Linked DNA regions of Mus musculus: region 2 is linked to region 1. Evidence: chromatin contacts called from public Hi-C data. All regions are on one chromosome and are shown on one strand. Each heading gives the region's core, a stretch centred on a gene start, on an enhancer-like site or on the middle of the called end of the contact. The rest is flanking DNA. Distances are from core to core; before and after follow the strand shown. Region 1 holds the start of Eps15 (epidermal growth factor receptor pathway substrate 15). Region 2 overlaps Ttc39a (tetratricopeptide repeat domain 39A).

Evidence for each region. A called contact is a pair of places that touch in the nucleus more often than the background predicts.
Region 2: a contact with region 1 is called in a Hi-C map of embryonic fibroblasts, with 2.2 times the contacts expected there. The contact joins the enhancer-like site here to the promoter of Eps15 in region 1. A contact is called at or near these places in 15 of 39 promoter capture datasets (the 3T3-L1 cell line, 3T3-L1-derived adipocytes, the C10 cell line and 11 more), 2 of 15 datasets of contacts at CTCF or cohesin (large pre-B cells and pro-B cells), 9 of 484 Hi-C or Micro-C datasets (B cells, the Ba/F3 cell line, CD8 T cells and 6 more), 3 of 115 datasets of contacts at active chromatin or transcription factors (bone marrow-derived macrophages, embryonic stem cells and fetal liver) and 2 of 9 other capture datasets (adipose tissue and liver).

The regions. Positions count from the first base shown.
Region 1 is chr4:109,277,700-109,282,096 of GRCm38.p6, forward strand. Eps15 (epidermal growth factor receptor pathway substrate 15) reads left to right here and starts at 2,576. Exons shown (of 25, transcript NM_007943.3): 1 at 2,576-2,745. The coding sequence starts at 2,713. It overlaps Gm40225 (a long non-coding RNA gene), which reads right to left and starts at 2,624. Exons shown (of 3, transcript XR_868003.2): 1 at 2,323-2,624.
Region 2 is chr4:109,431,419-109,435,815 of GRCm38.p6, forward strand. Ttc39a (tetratricopeptide repeat domain 39A) reads left to right here. Exons shown (of 18, transcript NM_153392.2): 10 at 1-40; 11 at 121-180; 12 at 1,571-1,732. Among named protein-coding and RNA genes, the nearest start is that of Ttc39a, 27 kb to the left of the region's middle. Within about 2 kb of position 1,868, at least 73 of the 459 cell types and tissues checked have an H3K27ac peak or open chromatin away from gene starts, as enhancers often do. A contact at or near this core is called in embryonic fibroblasts, liver, rod photoreceptor and 1 more, where this site is marked.

The DNA.
Region 1 (4,397 bases), core at 1,326-3,825:
TGGAATAGTTTCTCCTCTTCTCCCTTGAGCCAAAAGGAATAATGGCAAAAAGAAGTCAAAGGAGATACTCCTGACTAAGTGTTTACTCATCAGACCTGTATAACTTGCTCTTTGAGGCTGGATCAAATCAGAGGAGTCTAGGTAGACTTGGGAAGGGAGTTCTTGAGACCTCTCTGGTTTTTGCCTCTGATGGAAAAAGTCTAAAAATGGAAGTGGAGCCAACTAGATCTTGGGTTTTTCCAGCTGTCTCAGTGTATTGAGGAATCCTATTATAATGATAAAGGCTGTGGCCCTGATAGACGTGTGGGTTTTGTCCTGGAAACCACCATTAGGGAAAAAGGAAGCAAACACATATTGAGGTTGGGTACTTCTGTGTCTGAGGGACCTGCAGTAGAGAGTTAGTCTTCTTTAAGGCCAGTCAGATGTAGGCAGGTCATCAACTAACTCTTAAAACGAGGCAGAGGATATGGCCTTTGAAGCAGCTTACTAGATTAGTGCAATGGCTGCCAAGACTGCTAGCCTGAGTTCCATCCCCGAAACCTCCATGGTGGAAGGAGAGAATCTACCCCCTCCCCAAGTACTACACACACACACACACACACACACACACACACAATAAAAAAGGCAGAATAAAAAAGTCATATCAAAGTAACTAAAAGCTGGTATGCAGACTTCCTAGACCTTCTGAAGTAGGCTACATACAAACTGAGTGTAGTTTTACATCAACCTGACACAAGTTAGATTTATTAGACACGAGGAAACCTCAGTTGAGATAAAGCCTCCATAAGACCTCACTGTAGGGCATTTTCTTAACTAGTAGTTGGTAGGAGAAGGCCCAAGCCTGGGTTCTATAAGAAAGCAAACTGAGTAAGTCAGTAAGCAGCACCCCACCATGGCCTCTGCTTCAGACCCTGCCTCCAGGCTCCTGCCCTGTTTGAATTCCTTTCCTCACTGCTTTTGATGATGACCAGACTGTGAGGGAAATAAATTCTTTACTCTTCGGGTTGTCTTTGGTCATGGTGTTTCATCACGGCAGTAGTCACCCTAAATAAGAACCTTTGCAGATGACAATTTCAGGTAAGCGGTTCCTTATTCTAACTAAGTGTGGCAAAATGAAAAAGAGTAAGGTGTATAATGTTGAATACAGGCAGGACAAAGGCCTTCATTTAAGCATATACTATAATGTTATGGTGTTAAAATACATATATATTAAAAAATCTCTGCCACTGGTGAGCTGAGGGGGGTGGTTAGACTTATGTAAACAGGTCATTAGGAGGTTGTTGCCCTCTTCTAGTAAAGTCAACAAAAGAGTATGAACACTAGTTTGGAGAGACAATACTCTGTCAAGAGGTGGCATTTATGACAAAAAGGAATTTGAGAGGAACCGGGCACTGGTGGCACATTCCTTTAATCTCAGCACTTGGGAGGCTGAGGCAGGCAGATTTCTGAGTTCAAGGCCAGCCTGGTCTACAGAGTGAGTTCCAGGACAGCCAGAGCTATACAGAGAAACCCTGTCTCAAAAAACCAAAACCAAAACCAACCAACCAACCAGACAAAAAAAAAAAAAAGAATTTGAGATGGGACTTTATGCACTCACTGTACCTCTGAACTCCACTGTGGCCCTACACCTGCTTTTTTTTTTTTTTTTTTTTTTTTTTTTTAAATTAAACAGTCTAGGCAGGACAGGGAGCAGGCAAGGCAAGCAGTTCCTTCTTGCTCCCAAGATTTTTACTTTAGAAGGATTTACATGCCTTCTTAATGTGATAGCAGGTAGAAAGATTTGTAATCCAGCTTTCTAGTTAGTTTTTAAACTTCGGGTAAGAGAGTTGTTTTGTTTTGTTTTGTTTTTTCTTTTCGGGGAGGCCCTTTTCTTTTTATTTCAGTCAGGGCCTTACTATGTGTCCTTGAACTCACTATGTAGAGCAGGCTGGCATGGAACTCTCAGAGATTAAAGGTATGTGCCACCATGCCTGGCTGGCTTTCACCATCCTCATTTGTATAACTTCTTTCTGTTTCAAATCCCCTATTCACACAATTTTTTAAAAAAGTATTTAGGCCTGGAGTAGTGGTACATCTCCTTAATCCCAGCACTCTGGAGGCAGAGGGAAGTGGATCTCTGTGAGTTTGAGGCCAGCCTGATCTATACAGTGAGCTTCGGGATAGCCATGGCTACACAGAGAGAGACCTTGTTTTAAACAAACAGCAAACAAACAAAAGCATTTAGTGCAGAATCACACACAATCAGAATTATTTAATGTTATTACTACTAAACCGCTCCTGTCATTACTTAGTACCATTACTTTTTTAGTTCCCACAACCCACCTGGACATGGTTCTAATTTCTCCCCGCACTTTACAGAAAACAGCAGCCCAGGAAGAAGGATGGTGGGTGACCTGCCTAAACTCAGGTCTCTGTGGCGCCGCCTCCGCTGACCGTCCACCCCAGAGCCCTATCCGCACCGGGTTTTCCAGGGAGGCCGGGGTCAGGGCCTGGTTCCGCGGCTCAGACTCCCGCTCCGGGCTTTGCGCGCCGCCACGGCCTGTGAGGCCGGCGGGGCGGGGCGGGGCGGGGCGGCGTGAGGAGGGAAGTTGTCGAAGTTCGGGGAGACGCCCGGCCGCCGGCCTCGCCTACGGCCTGTCCCTCCGCCTCCTTCCCGCCCCGGGCCCCCGTCCGTCCGTCCTTCCTTCCCCTCCCGTGCATGATGGAAACACCATGGCTGCGGCAGCCCAGCTCTCCCTGACACAGGTAACGCCGCCCGCCGGTCGGCCCGGCTCGACCCGCCGGGGTTCCCCGGCCCTCCCTCCCCCCCTCCACCGCTCTGGGGCGCTGGCGCGGCGGCTGCCCTCGGGCCGCACGGTGGGAGCGCGTGTGAGGAGTGCGGGCGCCATCCCGAGTCGGAGCGGGAGCGGCGAGCCGGGGCCGCCGCACCCCCGCCCCGGGTCGCCGGGCTCTCGGCTCCGCCCCGCGCGGCTCCCACCCGGCCGCCGCCCCCGCCGCGGGTCTCCGCGCCGCTCTCCTCCAGGTCCCGTCGGCGCTCACCTTCTCGGCAAGTTTCTCCTCCGGGCCTGACGGCCGCCAGGTGAGCTCCGGTGGGGCTCACGCTAGACAGCGGCCGCGGGCGATGCGAGGCTCGACTTCGGCGGGGCAGGGTTCCCTCAGCTTCGCTCTGCTCCGGTCCGCGGGAGCGACGACTGCCGAGTTCCCCTCAGTTCCCTCAAGTCAGCCTGGCTTCCAGAAGTCGCATCCTGTCCGGGCACTTGACCCACTCACTTCTGCTCAGATCCCCTTGCAGACTTTCCCACCCGCGAGGGCGCCGTCTCTGATCGTCGTCCGAGGGGTCATGGTGCCAGCCTTCTGCAGGTGGGGCGCCTCTTTCCTCCCTGGTGCCCGGAACCACCGGGGAGATAACTTTGTCCTGGGACGATCTCGACCAAAAGCTGTTCTCGGAGTCTGTTCTCGGAGTCTCGCCTCTTTATCATCATCATCATTATTAAAATGTTCTCTTCCTTCAGAGCCCCATCCTCGAGGGATACATCTAAACATCACTCACTTAGGAGAACCTGAGTTCTCCGTTTCTGTAAAACCAAGCGTAGTCATCTCAAGACACCCAGGAGGGATGAGGTACCAAACACCTGCCAGTCCCTTTCATCTTCACTGCCCAGAAGTTTGCCTTCTCCATAGCTGGGGGCTGTGTACTCCCTGGTATAAGCCCACCTCAGCCTATCAGCCTGCCCTGTGATAGCTCCCTGCCATCTTGTCTCCTTGGCCTAGATTTGCCTGTACTTATAAGGTAGGGCATGTGTTTGGGTAATAGATTATTTCTATGTTATGATAAAGAGGTTTTGAGGTGTTTCTTTCCAAGAACTTGGAGATAAAAAAGTATTTTCCCCAGGAGCCAGGGTGGAAATTTTATTTACTTATTTATTTTGAGACAGGGTCTCAAATAGATCAAGCTGGCTTTGAACTCACTATGTAATCAAGAATATCAAGAATGACCTTGATTTTGGATCCTTCTTCCTCCATCTCCCAAGTGGACTGTACCACTATATTAGTTTATTCATCGCCAGGGATCAGACTCAGGACTTCATGCTGGCTAGACAGGCCCTGTACCGACTGAGCCATATCCCCAGCAAAAGTGATTCTATATATACTGTATGTGTGTGTGTGTGTGTATTATAGTGCGCACACACACACACACACACACACACACACACAGAGGCATCCCACAGGTAAGACAGCCTTTAGGAATAACCTCATAAACTTTACATTTCCAAATTTATTTCCTGTGGGTCATTGTGTTTTGACTTGCATCTAACAGGGAAGAACTTTTAAGATGGCCCAGTCTTGTCATGAATCTGTTTAGAAGGGTCCTTCTGAAACTCACATTTGAGGAATGG
Region 2 (4,397 bases), core at 618-3,117, 150 kb after region 1:
AGAGAAGCTGCTGAAGCCCTACCTGAACCGATACCCCAAGGTGAGACCAGTCCCTGCTGGGCACTCCCACCCCACCAGTACCCAGTGGACCCACCCGGATCCTCACGAGTATCATTGCAGGGCGCCATCTTCCTGTTCTTTGCTGGGCGGATTGAAGCTATCAAAGGAAATATTGATGCTGTGAGTGATGTGGGGCTTTCTTGGGGTATCCCAGCCCAGCAAGACGTTAGATACATAGAGGCCATACTCGGGGATAGGGTGAGCCCAGGAAGGGGCAGGGGTAGGAGAAGCATTCTGTCAGAGGTGGTCTGGGAGGAGAGAGGTGCCTTTTGATAGGAAGATATAGGATTCTGACATTCCTGATCAGGAAAAGCTGCTGTCCCCCCGGGGCATGGGTGACTAGGCTGGATTCGGTGAATAGGGTAGGGGTGGGAGTGAGGAAGGAGGAGAAAGGGCCATGGAAAGGGATTGGGCAATGTTTTTCAACCTGTGGGTCATGACCCTTTTGGGGCCAAATGACCCTTTCACGGGAGTCACCTAAGACCATCAGAAGAAAACTTTAGATATTTACAGTTCACAACAGTAACAAAATTACAGTTATGAAGTAGCAATGAAAATAATTGTATGGTTGGGAATCACTACAACACGAGGAACTGTATTAAAAGGTCACAGCATTAGTAAGGGTGAGAACCACTGAGCTAGAGACAGGGAAGGTCACAGCCATGGCAAAGCTCAGAGAACTATGCCAATATAGAAGGCTACATTCCAGAGTCCTGGAAATCTCCAGCGAGCCCTCGCAGGATAAATCCCTGGCTGTGAGTAACCATGGAAACTACTGGACTCTTTGGTGTTCTTTCTGAGGTCCAGACATTATTGTATTAGTATATTAACACCTTCTGGGACTGGATGGATGGCCCAGTTGGTAAGCTGCTTGGCACAAAAGGATAAGACCTGAGTTTAGTCCCCAGCACCCATGTGAAAAAGCCAGACATGGTGGCATGAGGTTTGTTGACCAGCCAGCCTAGCCTAATCGGGGAACCCCAGGTCTCAGCGAGAAACCCTGTCTCAAGATAAAGATGGATAGCTCCTGAGGAAAGGTGCTTGGGGTTGGCTCCACCCACATCCATGCCCACGTGCACACAGGGATGGGAGAATTACAGCCTCAACAGCTTGTACCTTCTGTCCCCTCCCCCAGTGTGCTCTGCTCGGAGCTCTCACTCAGGGACCAGATCTCTAGAATCCATACGAGGGGGCAAGCATCATGGATCGTCAATGAGGCTTAGTGTCGCGCCAGTACAGGAAGCCAGATTCCCTGGCTTCCAGACGCCCGTGCCTTGGGGGAGGCCATCCCTGCTGTGGGCTGTGGGGCCAGGTGGGGCCTCCCTGAGCTGGCCTGTGCTTGTCCCAGGCTGTCCTATGGGGGCCCGCTGGGCCTCCCTAAGCTGGCCTCTGCTTGTCCCAGGCTGTCCTATGGGGGCCCACTGGGCCTCCCTAAGCTGGCCTGTGCTTGTCCCAGGCTGTCCTATGGGGGTCCGGTGGGCCTCCCTGAGCTGACCTCTGCTTGTCCCAGGCTGTCCGGCGGTTTGAGGAGTGCTGCGAGGCCCAGCAGCACTGGAAGCAGTTTCACCACATGTGCTACTGGGAGCTGATGTGGTGCTTTACCTACAAGGGCCAGTGGAAAATGGCCTACTTCTACGCCGACCTGCTGAGCAAGGAGAACTCCTGGTCCAAGGTAAGCTGACACTGTGGGTCAGGGGTCGCCCCGATAAGCCATGGAGCCTCGGAGCTAAGGGCCAAACCCCTGACTGAACACAGATTTGTCCCCTGGCATCTAAACAGAACCAAATGTTTGAACAGGACTCAGGGTTGGGAGGAGGGAAAAGCTGTGACCAGCAGAGAAACTGGACTTGGTGCTGGGGATTGATCCAGGGCCCTGTCTATCCACGCTAAGCATCCCCTGCTTCCCGAGTTACACCCCTCCAACTCCGAAGTGTCAGCGTATCTACCTATCACATGTCTAGCAAGTGCTGTCTAATCACACTGGCTACTGTGGCAGGGGTGTCTTTCTTCTGTGCTACCCCAGTGTGGCAGCCACCAGCCACATGGACACATCACCAACACATTGTTTACACTTTATGTGTTTTAAATCAAAGGGCTCCAAGTAGGCCTAAGAAGGTAAAACCTTTGAAGGGGAGCCAGGGAGGGTGAAAGCCCAGAGCAAGAAATGCACGGGCTCAGGGCTCGGGTACTCCCGAGAGGCTCTGTGTCCACTGGGTAAGGGCTGTGGTATGAAAGTGAGGCCGGATGCCAGAAGCCACTTGCTGGAAGCTGACAGGTACTGTGTGCCTGGCACAGCCTGGGTTTCCTACTGCAGTGAGGTAAACATTTGTGGAATGAGAGGGCAAACAGCTGACACCAGGGAGAAGGCCTTGGATCAGAAGTGACTGTGGTCTACCCGATGTCCCTGGATGACTTGACTGTAAATGAGTCACTGCATACTCCAGCCTGACTCCTGGTTGTCAGTGAGTGGAAGAGGTCTGTCAGGGTGGGGGCAGGGAGGCCGTAAGAGAAAGTCTTCACAGGCAAAAGCCCAGAGGGTCTATGGAGGGATGGGGAAGAGATGCCATCAGACGATCCTGTGTTTGGGGCAGGTCATGGAAAGCCTGACAGGTCCTTCGAGCTTTATTATAGCGGGGGCAGAAAGGACCTTGAATTCTTGTGCTTGCTGGGCACTCTCGGTGGCAGGCCTAGGCCAGGATACAGAGAGAACAAAGAGAAGACACTGAAGGCACAGAGCCATGAAGAACAGAAGATATACCATGTTTGATGACTTTCAGTGAAAAAACTCCCCAGTCAGGGACAACATGGGGTACAGTCAAGAGGTAGGCCATATATGTCTTGAAGGACTGCTGTGGGCTACAGGTGGAGCCCCACTCCCACCCCACCCCCATCTGGATCAAGGCAATGGCTGGGATTAAAAGCTTGTGCCACCATGTCCAGCTGTCATGTCCCACATTCTCCTGTGGCTTACTGATTTCCTTCTGTCCCTATCCCCTTGTCCCGTCATGTGACTCATGGACTATGTGTTCCCCTTGCCTATATGAGACCATGTATTAACTATCTCCCATAGTTAATATGAAAAATGAGCTACTATTCAATAACTCATTTTTTGTGTGTGCTAGAACATATATTTGGCACATGAATCTGTGAAGGAGGCCAGACACTGGCTTCCAGATGTCATTCTCTCTTGCTCTCTATCTTATTTTTTGAAGTGATATCTCTTCATGGAATATGAACCTTGTCATTTCAGCTATGTGGGCTTGCCAGTGAACCCTAGGGACTTCCTGTATTTGCCCTGCTTCAACTCTGCCCCACTTGCCAGTCCCAAACTGGGGTTACAGACACCTGCAAGGAAGCCTAGCTTTATGCATGTGCTGACGAACTCAGGTTCTCACACGTATGCAGTGAGCATTTTATACACTGAGCCATTACCCATTACCCAGACTTTTTTTTCCTGTCTGTTTTTTATGTCAACTTGATATAAACTGGCGTCATCTGGAAGGAGGTAACTTCAACAGAGAAAATGCCCCCCATAAGATCAGACTGTAGGCAAGCCTGGAGGATTTTTTTTTTTTTTTTTTAAGATTAGTGATTGATGTGGGAGGGTGATGTCACCCTGAGCTGGTGGTCCTGGGTTTCATAAGAAAGCAGGCTGAATAAGCCACGAGGAGTAAGGCAGTAAGCAGCCCCCCTCACGGCCTCTGCATCAGCTCCTGCCTCCAGGTTCCTGCCCTGCTTGAGTTCCTGCCCTTGCTGCTCTCTGTGATGAACTGTTCTATGGAACTGTGAGTCCAATCAACCCTTTCCTCCTCTGTGTGTCACGATGTTTCACCTCAGCCATAGAAACCCAAACTAAGACAAGTCTCTCATTCCAGCCTGGGCCTAGAACCCACGTAGCTTAGGCTGTCCGTAAACTTGAAGCCATTTTCCTGCCTTAGGCTAACAATTGTTAGGATTTCAGGTGAGAGACATCACCTCATGCTAAGATCTTTTAAAAATTAATTTTGGGGGGTAGCACACAAAATTATGGATTTTATTGTGACATTTTCATACATATATGAAGGTATATAGTGTACTCTGCCTATTTCCAGCCGCCTTCTCCCCAGTCTACCTTTCTCCAAAGTCTTCCTCTTTCATGTTTTATATATGTTTCTATATCCATCCATCCATCCATCCATCCATCCATCCATCCATCCATCCATCCATCCATCCATCCCTGTTGCCATGATCAACACCATGACGGAGCCAGCTAGTTTTATGTCAACTTGACACAGGCTAGAGTCATCTTTAGAGAAAAGGGAGCCTCAGTTGAAAAATGCCTCTAGATACAGCCACAG